Linked DNA regions of Mus musculus: region 1 is linked to region 2. A link is a contact called in public HiCAR-type data. All regions are on one chromosome and are shown on one strand. The core of a region is the stretch at or near the end of the contact, and the rest is flanking DNA. Distances in the headings are between cores, read along the strand shown.

Evidence for each region. HiCAR-type assays count read pairs that join an accessible place to other places.
Region 1: a HiCAR-type map of astrocytes shows a contact between it and region 2, with 14 times the contacts expected there. The contact joins the enhancer-like site here to the promoter of Lrp4 in region 2. A contact is called at or near these places in 18 of 39 promoter capture datasets (the C10 cell line, the HPC-7 cell line, HPC-7-derived erythroid cells and 12 more), 7 of 484 Hi-C or Micro-C datasets (bone marrow-derived macrophages, cerebral cortex, embryonic fibroblasts and 4 more), 28 of 115 datasets of contacts at active chromatin or transcription factors (the 230-238 cell line, astrocytes, bone marrow-derived macrophages and 17 more) and 3 of 9 other capture datasets (adipose tissue, liver and pancreatic islet).

What each region holds. Positions count from the first base shown.
Region 1 is chr2:91,328,809-91,336,048 of GRCm38.p6, forward strand. The region is part of intron 3 of 1110051M20Rik (RIKEN cDNA 1110051M20 gene); the gene reads right to left. Among named protein-coding and RNA genes, the nearest start is that of Arfgap2, 67 kb to the left of the region's middle. Within about 2 kb of position 1,718, at least 29 of the 459 cell types and tissues checked have an H3K27ac peak or open chromatin away from gene starts, as enhancers often do. A contact at or near this core is called in astrocytes, embryonic fibroblasts, embryonic forebrain and 6 more, where this site is marked.
Region 2 is chr2:91,452,272-91,459,918 of GRCm38.p6, forward strand. It overlaps Lrp4 (low density lipoprotein receptor-related protein 4), which reads left to right and starts at 5,260. Exons shown (of 38, transcript NM_172668.3): 1 at 5,260-5,481. The coding sequence starts at 5,430.

The DNA.
Region 1 (7,240 bases), core at 468-2,967, 130 kb before region 2:
TATGAACCTGACACAACAGAGCAGGCTCTCAGTTGTTCACACTGTGATGAGACTCCGATTACAGGCTAAGGATCGCCAGGAGGTGAGCAGAACAGGTGGCTTGTCTCATTGCTATTGACTTCATACAGGTATATGCCTAGTCATAAAGGTATATGCCTAGTCATAAAGGTATATGCCTAGTCATAAAGGAAGTGGTGGGACAGGTGGATAAGTCAGTATCAGTGTCACCCAACACACACACACACACACACACACACACACACACACACACACACACACATGCACACGCACCACACTTTTAAAATGCATATCCTTCTGACTCAAAATTTATATTATTAAGAAAACCACGTTTAATAAAATCTTCCTCTTACAAAAATAATTTCAGCCAGGCTGTATTGGTGATTCACGCCTTTAATCCCAGTACTTGGGAGGCAGAGGCAGGCATGTCTCTGAGTTCCAGGCCAGCCTGGTCTACAGAGTGAGTTTCAGGACAGCCAGGGCTATACAGAGAAACCCTGTTTTGAAAGGCAAAACAAAACCAAAAATTTCAAAGATGTGTTTCTACAGCAGCAGTTCTCAACCTTCCTTTAATACAGCCAATTCCTCATGTTGTGGTGACCGCCCCCCACCAGCCATAAAAATTATCTTCATAGCTACTTTATAACTGCAATTTGGCTACTGTTATGAATTGTAATGTAAGTATTTTTGGAGACAGAGGTTTTCCAAAGGGGTCTTGACCACAGCTCTAAGTCTTCTGACTCTGTTACCAGAGAGGGAGCTGCACCTTAAGAAAGAGAGGCGTGAAAGCTTAGGCTGCTTCTGTGACTGACTCCAAGCTGCTACAGAGGCTAGTGAGGTCACACAGCTCTAGGTCTGAGCTCCTCTGAGGTCATTTGTCAGAAGTGTGGTCTTAGGCCCTTGAAATCAGTGAGCTTCAATCTTCTCATTTACAAAATGAGAATATCCTCATGGGATGATTGTGAGGAGTATATAAATACACCCAAGCCATTCAGTATATTGCCTGGAACACGGTAAGTGCTCCACAAAACATCGCTGTGCTTAACGTTCTGACTTCTAATTATGGGTACAGCAACCAAACACGGATGTGTGGGAGATCCAAGTAGTGGCTGGCACATAAACGGCATAACATGGGGAAAGTCTCTATTGAGCTGAGGCGACCAAGCTCATAGGTGTTATAGGACTTTAGAAACAAAAGTTTGGTTTCCACGAGCTACTGGCTAAATGTGAGCTCACATGGTTGGAATAATGTGAGCTCAACGGCCGGATTGCCTGAGACCTCATTTTTGACTTGGAATATTCCCACCCCAGATTCTGGCCTTGCAGGCACAGCCCTTCTGTCTAGGCTGCCACCTGTTGAGACAAACAGATGCCATCTGAATGCAAGGGGGCTTGCAAGCATAGATCTGATATCAGACAGCCTTCCTCTGCAGCATTCCTGGGGTCATGAAATGACCAACATTCCTAAGGGCTGAATCTAACCCTTCTTGCCCTGTAATCGGGGCTTTATGAAACCGCTTCTTGTGATTGCCCTCGGTACCTCTTGAGTCTGTGAGGTGGACTTCATTAATATTGATGTGCTGTAGCTCGTTAACCTCATTTGATGTTTATTTACAACCATTCTTCTCATATGCTAATGAGTGACACTGGGCTCTTCAGATAGAAAGTGGGGAATGGGACTCCCTCTGCCAGCATCTCCTTGGCAAACTCCTGTCCCTTGAAACTGAAGTTTGCACAGAGGGAATGAGGCCAAGTGGAGAGAATGCAGTGGAGAGGACAAAATGATGTGAAAAGAATGTCTGCAATGTAATGGGGCAGAGAGAAGCCCAGCTGCTCGCCATGATGTGAGGAGGTTGGGTTACACCCACCCATGGGTAGCAAAGAGAAGCTGGTGGGATCTGAGGTTGCTGTAATGGACAGTTTGGCAGATTTGGGAGTTAGGGAGAGGAGTGGTGTCAAGAACTGAAGGCCTCTCTAGAATTTATCCCATCTTCAAATAGGATCTAAGAGATCAGCAGACGGGGATCTGGCTGAATTTCTGCCCAGCAGCCCTGTGCTTGTCACACCTAGCTTGGAGAAAGAATATTTCCAAACAAGCCTGTGAAACAGGCAGGTGCAGGAAACCATTGCTGTTTCTCTCCCTTCGAGTTACCCAGGAAAAGGAGACAACAGCTGGCTACACTGGTACGGAAGACCAAAGGGTAGGGGAACTATTTCTAATATCCTGTTGTTTCAGGGCTGCTAAGCCTAACCGGCCACAGGTCTCTCCCAAGTTTTACAGTGCTGACTGAGTGAGTCTTGAGCTGCCTCACCCATTCTAAGTGTTTGAAACTACAGAAGACAAATGGTGGGGGCAGGAGGGGACCTACTTCTGATGTATAAATGTGTGTAACACAAGCAACAACAGCAACATTTCCTAAATGTCCACTCCCACTCTCCTCTCACGCTGCCCGCTTTCTGTCACTGTTTAGACAATTATGCCTGCCCTGCCTTTGGGAACCGCACCCTCTTCTTTCTCCAGATCTGGCTTCTTCTTTGAAGCACTTTGAAGATCATCTCTACCCTTGATGTGCTGTATACGGCTGAAGAGGCAAGAGAAGAAAGAAACCTCCTACATTAAAGATTTAACCACATTTTATTTAAGCATGAAGTATTGGTTCTAACGGGTAGGTTTTATGTTTAAGTTGATTGTCTGAAATCTTTACCCCTTAGGGGACAAATTTCATCTTCTTTTAAGTTCTCTCTGAACTCAGTTCCTTTTAGAAGAACGTAATAATCAATAGCAATTTGCATCAGACCTGACAATCTGCAGCTTGCCTAGGCACAGGGAAAACAGCTCAGAAAGAGGAACTGACATCTACATGCTTGTTCTAGACCACAGGGATGCTCTTCAACCTTGCTGTGTCATCTTTACCCTCAACCCCATTGGATATGTGTTTCCTAGCTACATCCCAAACTATAACAACCCCCCCCTTCTTAATCACTAAAGAAACCATCTTCTGTCCTGCTGGAGGTAATACTGCCCCCACTGAAAATGCATGTTCTAGCTGAGTGTGGTGGCACAGGCTGAGATCCCAGTACTTGGGAACTAGAATCAGGAGTTCAAGGCCATACTTGGTAAAATAGCCAGTCTGAGTTGTGTGAGTCTGAGTTTGCTATGTCCAAAAATTAAAAGAAGTAGAGAAGGAGCCGGGAGAAGAGGAGAGAAGGCATGAGAAGAAAAGATGTTGGGGATCGTGCCTGCAATCCTTTCAAGAGCCTAATCCCAGGGGGCTGGAGAGACTGACTCAGTGGTTAAAAGCTCTGGCTTCTCTCCTGAGGACCCTGGTTCAATTTTGAGCACCCACATGGTGGCTCACAACTGTCTCTAATTTCAGTACTGGGGTATCTGGCACCCACAAATAGACATATGGACAGACAAAACACCAACACACATAAAAAAGTAAATTAAAACAACAAAAACAAACAAACAAGACCATAAGAGCCTAAGGCAAGAGAACTGCAGTGAGTTCAATGCCATCCTGGGCTAAAGAGTAAGGTCCTATTATCTGAGAGCGAGCGAGAGAGAGAGAGAGAGAGAGAGAGAGAGAGAGAGAGAGAGAATAAATATCTGACTGAGACTGAACCTAATATTCTCTCAAAATGAGCATCAATGACATTCTGTTCTGATGAGAAAGAGAGAGAGAGAGAGAGAGAGAAAGAGAGAGAGAGAGAGAGAGAGAGAAAGAACGCGCTTTGTATCTATCTAGTTAATGACAGCTCTTCCAAGAGAGAAATCAAAATCCTTTCCTTTCCCCTCCCTACACTGGGCCTGATCTAGCCACAGAATCAATGGCTACTTCTTGGCAGTGGGTTAGCTTTTCACAATAGTCCTATTTGAGGAGGTAATAGATTGCCAGACCCCTCAAAGTCAACAATATGCTCCCTTGTAAGAGAATTAAGTAGGATGGAGTTCATTATCTCATTAGATTTCTCCCGAACCTCCGTGGAGGCAGTGGTTGCTGCGGCTGTTCCCTTCCCACAGGCAGAGACATGGCGGCTGGGCACAGGCAGCTCACGTAGGTCACAGTGTGATCGTGCTTCAAGCAAACACCTTGCTGACCCCATGAGGTTGCTCTGGGGTTGTCTAGACCCACGTCCTCTGGTTCTTTCTTTAATATAGGATGATCACACTGACAGAAATGTGTTTTGAAGGTGTTGTCTCCACCAACACCGATTTCTCTCCATCTGCCAGGAGAAAGCAAAGGCAGGCAGCGCTAAGTGGGCCTCTAAGAACAGACATTATGCTGCATGTCTGTAACATCAGCATGCATGAAGGCAGGTGGATCTCTCCGAGTTCAAAGCCAGCCTGGTCTACAGAGTGAGTTCCAGGCCAGCTAGGGCTGCAGAGTGACGTCTGTCTCAAAAAAAAAAAAAAAAAAAAAAAAAAAAAAAAAAAAAAAAAAAAGGCAAAGGCTATCATGGTGGTGAAGAGAAAGAACTCAGGCTATTGTTCCAAAGGTCACTGTACACAGGAGCACAGAGGACTGTGTAGTGAGTACCCCCTTTTCCCTTTTCTGAGACAACCACTACCACCTTTCCACGACTGGGGGGAGAAGCACTGAACCAGAATGTGCACTCAGGAAATGCAAAAACCTGGATCAAGACCTCCCACAAACACTCTTCAAGCAATGAGAGATATTTAGCAGTCATGGGAACTGACCACCTCTTTAAAAGCTAGCCGCAAGTGAGTAGGAATTAGAGGTTAGTGAGCCAAATAAAAAATGCTATGTAAAAGGGCTCTTCTCTGTAAACTAGGCCTACAGAGGTTAGGCTTGCAGGGCCTTTAGTGTCCCAAGTAAATCAGTATGAGGATTCCCTCAAAATAAAATGCTATATATTTCTTCTAGAGAGTGATAATGTGTCATCCATTAAATAGATCTGTGCCTCATCCACTCTCATACTGACTGTCTATTCTACTAAAGATGAGAAAGGAAGGGCATTGGGTAATGCTGTTCATATGGCCAGACTTAAGTAATATCATCTCCAATACATGTGTCCTCATGTGATTTAATCCACACTGTGGCAGACGGCCTTTCTATCTGAAGACGTGGAGATGAGCTGGTGATGTGTTAAATGCTTTAACATTTTGCCAGGATCCAAAAGGTATAAAGACACCAAGGAGAATGTCAGAGTATGTTAGCCAGTAGTTTACTGTTTGTTTTGTAAATAACAAACAAATAAATCTTAAGGCAAAGCAAAAACAGCAAGAGCTCCAAATTTCTTATTTTGCCTTAAAGAAAATAAGTCAGAGCCAGGCAGTGGTGGCGCATGCCTTTAATCTCAGCACTTGGGAGGCAGAGGCAGGTGGGTTTCTGAGTTCGAGGGTAGCCTGGTCTACAGAGTTAGCTCCAGAACAGCCAGGGCTATACAGAGAAACCCTGTCTCGAAGAAAAAACAAAAATAAATAAGTAAATTAAAAATTAAAAAAAAATAATAAATTGGGACCTGTGAGGCAGCTCAGTGGGTAGAGACAGCTTAGTGTATAAAAGCTCTGCTGCTAAGACTAATGAACAAAGCTGAATCCAAGGACCCACATTACCATAAGGGAATGTCCTCTGACATCCACATGTGACACCCACCCCCCACCCCCCACATCTACACACAAATAAATGTAAGGAAGTTTGTAAAAGGGAATGTTTGAAAAGAAAAACATCTCCTACTGGCTGTTATAATGGGAACGAATCCTTTGAAGTCCTGGCTGTGTGAGGAAGGACTAAACTGAAGCACAGAGAGGAGGATCCTCTGCTAAATCCCAGGGATCGAGCACTGCCAGTCAACTGGGAAGCATGGAAGATAAGGCGATGGTACCGTGGGCCTCCCCTTCCCTTTTAAGACAGGGCCTCTCTAGGCAGCTGGCTGGCCTGGAACTTGCAGTGAGCCTCTGGCCACTGTGTGCTTCCTGCACGGCTCATGGCCACTCCTGATTATTAATCCCAGCAGCTTTTGTTCACCTTGTTCTGCCAATGAAACTATGTAGAGAGGTGATCTTGTCCAGTCCTGCTAGCAAAGGTCTGGTATTCTAGCTGCTTGAACAGGAGAATTTAAAGTTCAGCGTTAGGTACAGAATGAGTTCAAAACTACTTAAGCAAACTTAGTAAGACCCTGTTTCAAAAGAAAAAGAAGAGGGCTTGGGTGCACTCTGAGCCAGGGTGCTTGTTTGGTGCTTCTGTGAGGCTCCAGTTCGACCCCCAGTACTGACAAAGGGAAAAACTTAAATTCAGGAAAAGACCAATCTTCTCCATAGTCAGTAGCCAAAGGAAACCTTTCTACAAGTCAGGGAAGCCAATAAGAAGTAGGACTATACCTAGTGTTTTTAATCTGAAGTGCTCAAAACATTAGCCGTCATGAATACCCACTTCCCACTTCTGCTTCCCACCTCCCTGTAGATTGGGGAAGAAGAACAGATTTAGGGAAGGAGAGCTGTACTGCATCTCAGTCTCTTCCAGATCACAACTTGAGAACTCCCCAGAGGCATGGGTGGGGCTCCAACTCCTCCAAGCTTTCTGGCAAAGATCCCGTGCAGTCACTTCAGGGGTAGTTCAGCAAAGTTCCTCTGTGATAGGCCTGGATGCTGAAGTTTCTTCACCGGGCCAGGGGAGAAATGCAGAAGAGTAAAACGGCTTTCCCCCTATAGGATTGCAGATCCCTTTAGCTCCTTGGGTACTTTCTCTAGCTCCTCCATTGGGGGCCCTGTGATCCATCCAATAGCTGACTGTGAGCATCCACTTCTGTGTTTGCAAGGCCCCGGCATAGTCTCACAAGAGAGAGCTCTAGCTGGGTCCTTTCAGCAAAATCTTGCTAGTGTATGCAATGGTGTCAGCGTTTGGAAGCTGATTATGGGATGGATCCCTGGATATGGCAGTCTCTACATGGTCCATCCTTTTGTCACAGCTCCAAACTTTGTCTCTGTAACTCCTTCCATGGGTGTTTTGTTCCCAATTCTAAGAAGAGGCAAAGTGTCAACACTTTGGTCTTCATTCTTCTTGAGTTTCATGTGGAACAACAATATGAACTAACCAGTACCCCTGAGCTCTTGACTCTAGCTGCATATGTATCAAAAGATGGCCTAGTCGGTCATCACTGGAAAGAGAGGCCCATTGGACTTGCAAACTTTATATGCCCCAGTACAGGGGAATGCCAGGGCCAAAAAGTGGGAGTGGGTGGGTAGGGGAGTGGGGGG
Region 2 (7,647 bases), core at 4,010-6,509:
TAGTAGAGAATAAAATAAATAAGACCCCACACCATTAGATCTAATTATTCAGTGGCGTGGAATGAGACAATAAGCACAAAACAACAAACAAGCCTCATTTCCAAGCCTGCCCGAGTGCTGCAGCTGCAGAAGTAAGCAGGGTAAGGGTGGTGAGTGGGTGGGGCCAAGACGACTTTATGGTGGCAACTGGTGGCATCTCTGAGTTTGTGACGCTGAGCCTTATGTGTGCAGGGAGACAACATGCGAAGAAGACACAGCGCATGCAAAGTTTCTATGGCAGCAACGATGGCCTGCTTCAGAGTTGAAGGAATGGCGTCGTGGCGAGAACACAGTGAGCGAGGGGGGAGAGCAGGAGGACTTCAGTGAAGAACCTTGCTGGGCAGGAGAAAAGGGAGGGCTTTAGGAAATGGTTGCTTCACGGAGCATAAATTCTAAAGGGCCGCTCGTGAAAACAGACACCATCCACGTGGATTTTTATGACTTGTATTTGCTTTTGAACAAGCACTTTGTAGGTCTAGTCATCCGCCACTCTACGTTTATCTTTGTAGCTACGATAAGCAAACCCCTCTCTGCAAAGGCTCTAGCTATCTGTGTCAGGTGTGTGACTATCAAGCTTGCAGGAGATAAAAATGTTCTGCAAAGCCCCACCTTTCAGGGTGTGCCCCAAGTTAGGCTAGGGTATAAAATCAGTCATATGCCCCAGGTCCTGGCTCAAGTTTCACTGCTGAGCTAGGGAGAAAAAATGTGGGCGCTGGAACTGATGCCAGAAAGCACAGAAGCTGAAATTGGACATGGTGGCACATGTCTGTAATCCCAGCACTCACAGGAGGTGGAGGCAGGAGAATTAGGAGTTCAAAGTCATCTTTGGTTTCATGATGAATTCAACTAGTAGATGCTATACGAGACCCCTATTAACCCAAAACCAAACTAACATACGAGCAGAGCGTTGCAGAGATACTGTCCTCTGAGACGCCCACTGCTCCCAGGATCTAGTAGGTGCCTCTGCCTAGTTTGCTTTCTGTTGCTGAAAAAAAAAAAAAACAAAACACACACACAAAAAAACTCTGACCAAAAACCTATTTTGGTGACCAAAGAAAGAGTTTCTTAGGCTTACAGATTACAGTCAACCATTGAGGGAAGCCAAAACAGGAACTCACGACAGAAACTAAAGCTGAGCCCACAAGAGGAAAAAAACAAAAAAACAAAAAAACCAAAAAAAAAAAACAGAAAAACAGCCTGCTTAAGGGCTGGCTCACTTTGCTTTCTTATATAACTCAGGACTACCTGTCCAGAGCAACACCACCCGTAGAGGCTGGGCCATCCTCATCAATCATTAACCAAAAAAGAAAAAGAAAAAGAAAAAAGAAAAAAAAAAAGGTTCCCTCTTTCCAAGTAACTCTAAGTTTGTGTCAAATTGATTAAAAAAAACAAAAAACTAGACAACTCCCCCCCGCAACATAAATAAAAGCTCTGCCATTTTTATGTTTATGAAACTTTTTTCAATTTTAAAAAAAAATTATCTCCATATATATATGAGTGTTTTGCCAGCATGTACATCGATGCACTAAGTGCATGCCTGGTACACATGGACGCCAGAAGAGGGCATTAGGTCCTAGGATTGGAGTTATAGATGTTTGTGAGCTGAGATGTAGGTGCTGAAAATTAAACCTAGATCCTTAAAGAGCAGCCAGTGTTCTTAACCCTTGAGCCATTTCTGAAGCCTGTAATACGTTTCCGGTAAGTTTTATGGGTCTTTCTCTGGCTCTGGGTCTTTGCACATATCGTTTCTTCTGCCCCAGAAGACCAACCTCAGCTACTTATAACTCAGCGACTCCTTCTTCCTTTTCCTCTTTGTTGTGATCTAATCCAGTGCATCTTGAATGCTAGACAAGTGCTCTACCACTGAACCTTGCTCTACTCAGCCTCTCTGATGACACCTTAGGTATTAATACTTCTAACCTCCACATCTAAACCAGGTCTCTGTGTCATAGAACCCTGCATTTTTCTTTGATCCCTCTATTATTTAACTTTAAATTAATCTCTGGGATTATTCTTGTATTGCAAACAAAGCCCCTCAGGACCATTAGATTATAAATTCCAGAGATCCCAATATATCTGTTCATCACTGTCTCCATAGTACCTGACATAAGCCATCCTTAATAAATAGATTACTGTGGGAATGAATATGAAATAAGCCTAAGTTGGAAGATAGTTATAGGACCAGCCTTTTAGTGATTTACACTGGAGTCCAGGCTAGTCTAAGAACTTGCTGTGTAGCACAGATCAGCCATCAATTTGCAAGTCCTCTTACATCAGCCTCCCTAGTGCTGCGATAACACGCATAAACCATCACACCCATAGCACCTGGGGGAAAAAATCCAGGACTTCCCCCTCTACTTGTATTGCTTTCAATAAGATAGTGAGCTCACAAAGATGAAGAGGCTCATTTGCACATTTGAATTCTCGGTCTTGTAAAGGAGTTTCCCAAGCTCAGCACCACTTACTAGTTAGGCTGGCAAGTCTTCTTATTGGGGAATATCCTGTTCATTATAGGATGTTCACCAGCAAACCTGGCTTCACTTAACCCACGAGATGCTAATGGTACCCACTTTCAAAAATGCCTACAGCTGCTGCCCCATGCTTGCAAAGTCACTCCTGATTTAATGTCTTAAGATGTGAAGCTTCAAGCTTTTATCACTTTTAGAAGAATTGTACTTAGAAATTAAATTGTTGAGTGATGCCTGGGTTACAAGAATTCTCCTGCCCTAGTTGGATCAAAACCATGCCCCCTTCTAGCTTGTTTCCGTAGCACCCCCGTGTTTCCTTTGAAAGGGTCATTAGTGATGGTGTGGTGTAAGGCAATATTGTGATCGTGGAAATTCAGTTCCCTGGATTGTCCTAGAAGGATGAAGGAAAGGGGCTGGTGTTTCTGAGGAAACCAATGCCTCTGAGACCCCTCAGGAATTGGCAGTTCTCTACCAATTTTCTAGGGACATGTCCCAAAGGACAATAAAGGGAGACAAACAGCCCATTCTGGCATGGTTTTCAGGATCTCTCACTCCAAACAAGAAAGTCTGAGAGGCCTGGTAAAAATAAATATGGCTTACTCCTCCTGGCATAAGAACAGTCTCTGACAGCCAAGACTTAACTCACCCTAGGGGGTGACCCAGGCAAAGTTAGTTTCTACCCATTGATATTCCCAGGGATTCCCAGTGGCCAAGGATGGCTCTGACACCAGCACCATGCTGAAGCATGGCAAAGGGCTGGGGATGCACACTGAAAATGCAGTCTCTCTCTCCTCCCCCCGCCCCCAGTCAGACAGGGACTGCCAGTCCCCTGCTTCCTTTCCAATCCCTCGAAAACGACAACAATCATTCCTCTAGAAAGGAAACTGTCCTTTGCATACAGAGTGGAAACTGTTCATAAATTCTTAATCCCCTGATATCGAAAGAATGGGGACCGTCTGTCCTGGATTTTTATTTTTTTGGGGGAATGTATTCATTATATCGCATCCCTGGTAGTCACTTGGAACAAAATGTGGTCTCCAGAATCACAAGATCTTTTTCTCTCAGTTTAAAAGTCTTCCTAAGCAGCATGCATTGAAATCCTGAAGGCAATGGGGAATTGAATCAGAAAGGTAGGGGCAGTTGAGAAATTGGCCTTCACGTTTCTCTCCTTCTACATCAGACTAAAGTGACTGACCTTGCCACACAAGCCAGAGAAATCCACTCTTTCCTAAGCTCTCAACCCACGTAAACCTCATCTGATTCTACTGCCGCCTTCAGGTTCCAGGAAAAATTACACAGCCAGAAAATAGCTAGGCATTAGTTACCATGGTGATGCAGGAACTTGGTTCAACCAAGTTGCCACTGATAGATAGGCAAAAATTTCGGGGGTGAGGGGAAGGGGGGAACACCATAAAGCACAGAATAAATTAATGTCATATTTTTCTGTTATTGTAGCTTTCACAAAGTATGCTTAATGTTAGCTTTGGTCAAAGATGGCAATTTAAAACGAAAATTTTGAAAAATGGAAAACAAGCAAGGATGAAACGTCAACCTATCCATTTGGAGAAATTGCCTAATATCCACTTTGCACTATACCAAATTACTTCTCTCCCAGCTAAGTCCAGGATAAGATGAATGAAAGCCAAACAATGTTGGCAGGCCAGGTCTGAGGGGAAAGTAATATATCAGGCCCTAAGAAAGTTAGGGGGTGTAAGCAAAAAGCAACAAAACAACCTGGGAACACAGGAGGCAGCAAGATGAACAAATAACTACTAGTATTCAAGGGGCGGAGGGTGGGGAAGACCACAGAGATAACATCGAGAGTGGATTAGAAGTTTATGTCGTAATCCAAACGTTTCATACTGCTGGAAAGCCTTACAAACAGGAGCCGAAAGAAGGCCCAGGTCTTCTTGGCAGAGTGCAACTCTAAGTACTGACTTATTTCCTTACCCCCTACCCCTTTCTTGCCAGGATCAGAAAGTCAAGGATGGTGAAGGGGCTCATTCACAGACAGTATGGAGGAACTGAGATTGTCTGGGCCAAATCTGGGCATTTGAACTGGGGAGACAGGACCCAGACAACTTCACCTCAGGAAATGAATAAATGAAAAGGGGAGGTCGCCGAATTATTTAGCCCAAGAACAACACTGCCTAGACCGGGGGAGGGGCTGGGGTGCAAGAAGAAAAACTTCAGAATAGGGATTTTTGACAGTGAGAACACTAGTTGAGACACAACACTGTAGGCCCCCTGATGTCCCTTGTTTGGTGTCAATAAAGGCCGAGAGAATTATGCTCTAGCAAGCCTTGCATATTTTTGAAACATCACAATAAAGTCTGGAGTTGGAGCTGGTAGGGGGGCCGGGGTCACGCCCAGGCGACTTGGGTCAGCACGGGTGCTCCTCCCTAGTGTGGACCGATAATGAACCCAGGCTGAGAGTTGCCAGTACGATAATTTTCTGTTTAAGCTGGGGATATTTGAGTCGCAGTAATGGGGACAGATAAGGGGCTCTCTCCGGAAGGCTAGGAATGTTAGGGCAGACTGAGTAGGAGCTAAGGCGAGCGCAAGAGGCACAGGCGGGTGGGGTCCTGGGACTGGGGGGCGAGGGCAGAGGGCGGGAAGGGGCCGGGCCAGAGCCGGGGGCGGGACCAGGCGGGGTGGTGGTGGCGGGGGCCGAGACGCGGGAGGCGGGGCGGCCAGGCTCGGGACACCCCCTCCCGGTCCCCTGGCGGGGCGGCTTCAACTCCGGCAGTACAGGAGGCAGCAGCAGCCCGGAGGGCGACTTGCAGGGCGCGCCGGCCGAGCTGGACCCGGGACGCTTTTCAACCCGGGGGAACCCTCCGCTGATTCTCTCCGCCCCGGCGTCCCTTGGGAGCCCGCGGGACCCCCGGGCCGGCAGGGAACGCCGGCGGCGGCCGCAGCACCATGAGGCGGTGGTGGGGCGCGCTGCTGCTTGGCGCCCTGCTCTGCGCACACGGTAAGCGGCGTCGCAGCGCCCGCGCCGACCGGGCCACCGGGAAAGTTTGTCCCTGAGACTGGTCGCTGCAGGACTCGCCTCCTGGGAGTGGGACCGTGAGGCTGGGGCCTGAAGTCCCACCCTCGAGCTCACTTCGAGCACCAACCCTGGCAGAGCGAGCGGAGGAAAGCAATAGCAGCCCCCGCAGCTCTTCTAGCACGAGAGGGGACAGCGGTGGTGGGACTCGTCCCCGCTGTAGTCTGGGCCGGGTGGAAGAAGACCCAAGACGCTCTCTCGGCTTCCATCGCTGCTCTTTAACGAGCCAGGGGCGGGTTCCCTTTCAGGTTAAGGCAGGGCTTCTGTGTCCCTGGTGCGTGCGAATGAATGTGTGCAAAGAAAGGAAGGCGGGGAGGATGGTCGCTAAACCCATAAATTGTAAACAGTTCTCTTTCCAGGGACTGGGGGATCTTGGGTGGATTGCGGAGAGGGGCCCAGCTGAATCTGAGTTACTTGAGCATCCGGGATTCATGGACTTGGGGAGCAATTTCTCGGACTCGAAACCCTGCTCTCTCTGAGGGTCCTTGGTTCATACTTGCGTGCAGCATCTCCCCTAAGTGGAGTTTTGGGTTCCCTCTCCTGGCTGCGGCCAATCAGCTTCCTGCCCCGGATCCTCCCCAAGGGAGGGGTGGGGAACAGCGATGGAAAAGAGGTTGGGGAGGAACTTTGGGAAGAAACTGCTGGAAAGCTCCCTCAGATCGGTTCTGGCCCGGGTAAAGCGCAGGGGCGCGTTCTTTGGGAACTTCCAAAGGCAGCCTCGCGACCCGTGCAGTGGGGCCTTGGCCTCCGGGGAGCTGGGCGGATGGCAGCGGCACTGCTGCTTCATCTGCTCCTTATTAATAACGTGTTCGGTGCCCGGACGCAACTGTTATGTCTACTTAGGACTGCAGTGGAATCTGCTTCTCTGCAGCAGCTTGGGAACGTGGGTGCACCCGGAGATTTAGCAGCTGCCTCTGAGTTTGTGCCCAAAGATCAAAGATCGATCTTTGAACTCTCAACTATATTCACCCGCCGGCTTTTCCACGTGGGGGAGATCCAGTTCTTCGATTCCCTGGCTGCGGGACGAGGGGGTGGGGTTCAGAAAGAGCGGTCTGCAGATCCTGGCGATTCACGGGTTCTTTCTTTCACATGGAGGAGCTCGTGTGGAAAGTGCAGATTTCGGAACTTGCCTGGCAGGGTGTGGAGCTGTCTGGGCACTTGTTTTAAAGATTGTTTTAGCTCCCGAGTCCAAAACAAAGTTCTGGTGTCTGCTATTTAAACCGCTCGTGGGTTTTCAATGGCTTTTTCCATGTGGTATCTAACGCCGACCGAGTCTTTTCTCTCCGACTGGTAGTCTGGCCGACCCACGTTCCTCTTCGCGCCTCGTTCTCCCCCTCTCGGGCTCTCTCCTCGAAGGTTATTTGTAGCCTCTTCGGCGTGTTAGGACAGCAGCCCTACTGGGGTAGGAATGTAACTGTTCTTCCCACCACATGGGCCCCTTAAAGGGACAGCTATGCTTTTGGGGGGTTTCCCCCCTTCGGGTTTCAAGGGAAGGGGATGGAACTTTCCTCTCGGCCCCCTGGAGGAAGTTTTGAAAAAGATCAAGGGAAATAGCTAGGCACTAGGAAAAGGGGGGTGGGGTGGGGGCTAAAACGGATACCAACAAAGCCAAAGAGGAGATTGTCGCCTTCTGCCCCAGGGAAGGGGGAGCTGGAAGGTTCCGGACTGAGACTCGCCAAGAGGAATTCACTGCTCCAGAGCTGCTGTCAAAATTGCGTACATTACATTTGCAATGGAGGATGGGGGTGAGAACAGGAGCAGAGAATCGTGGATTCTTAATGTTTTGCAGTGGGAAAGAAAAAAAAAAAAACAACATTAGAGGGTTCTCAGTAACTAGTTGAGGTTCATTTTTAAAGGAGAAGGTTTAATAGAAATTTCTAAGTTGAGACTTCCTGTGCATACGGAGTAGGCAGAGGTAGGAAAATTTTGTGCTTTGCAGGGCTTAATACTGAGCCATCCTTGGTGACCTTATAGAAGACAGAGTCACAATGAGGTAGAGCAGTTGCAGAGTCTGTAACCACCACCCCCCACAAATCCCAGTAAGATCCCTAGTACTAAGTTCAGGTCCTGAAGAGGTGCTTCTGAAAGCTG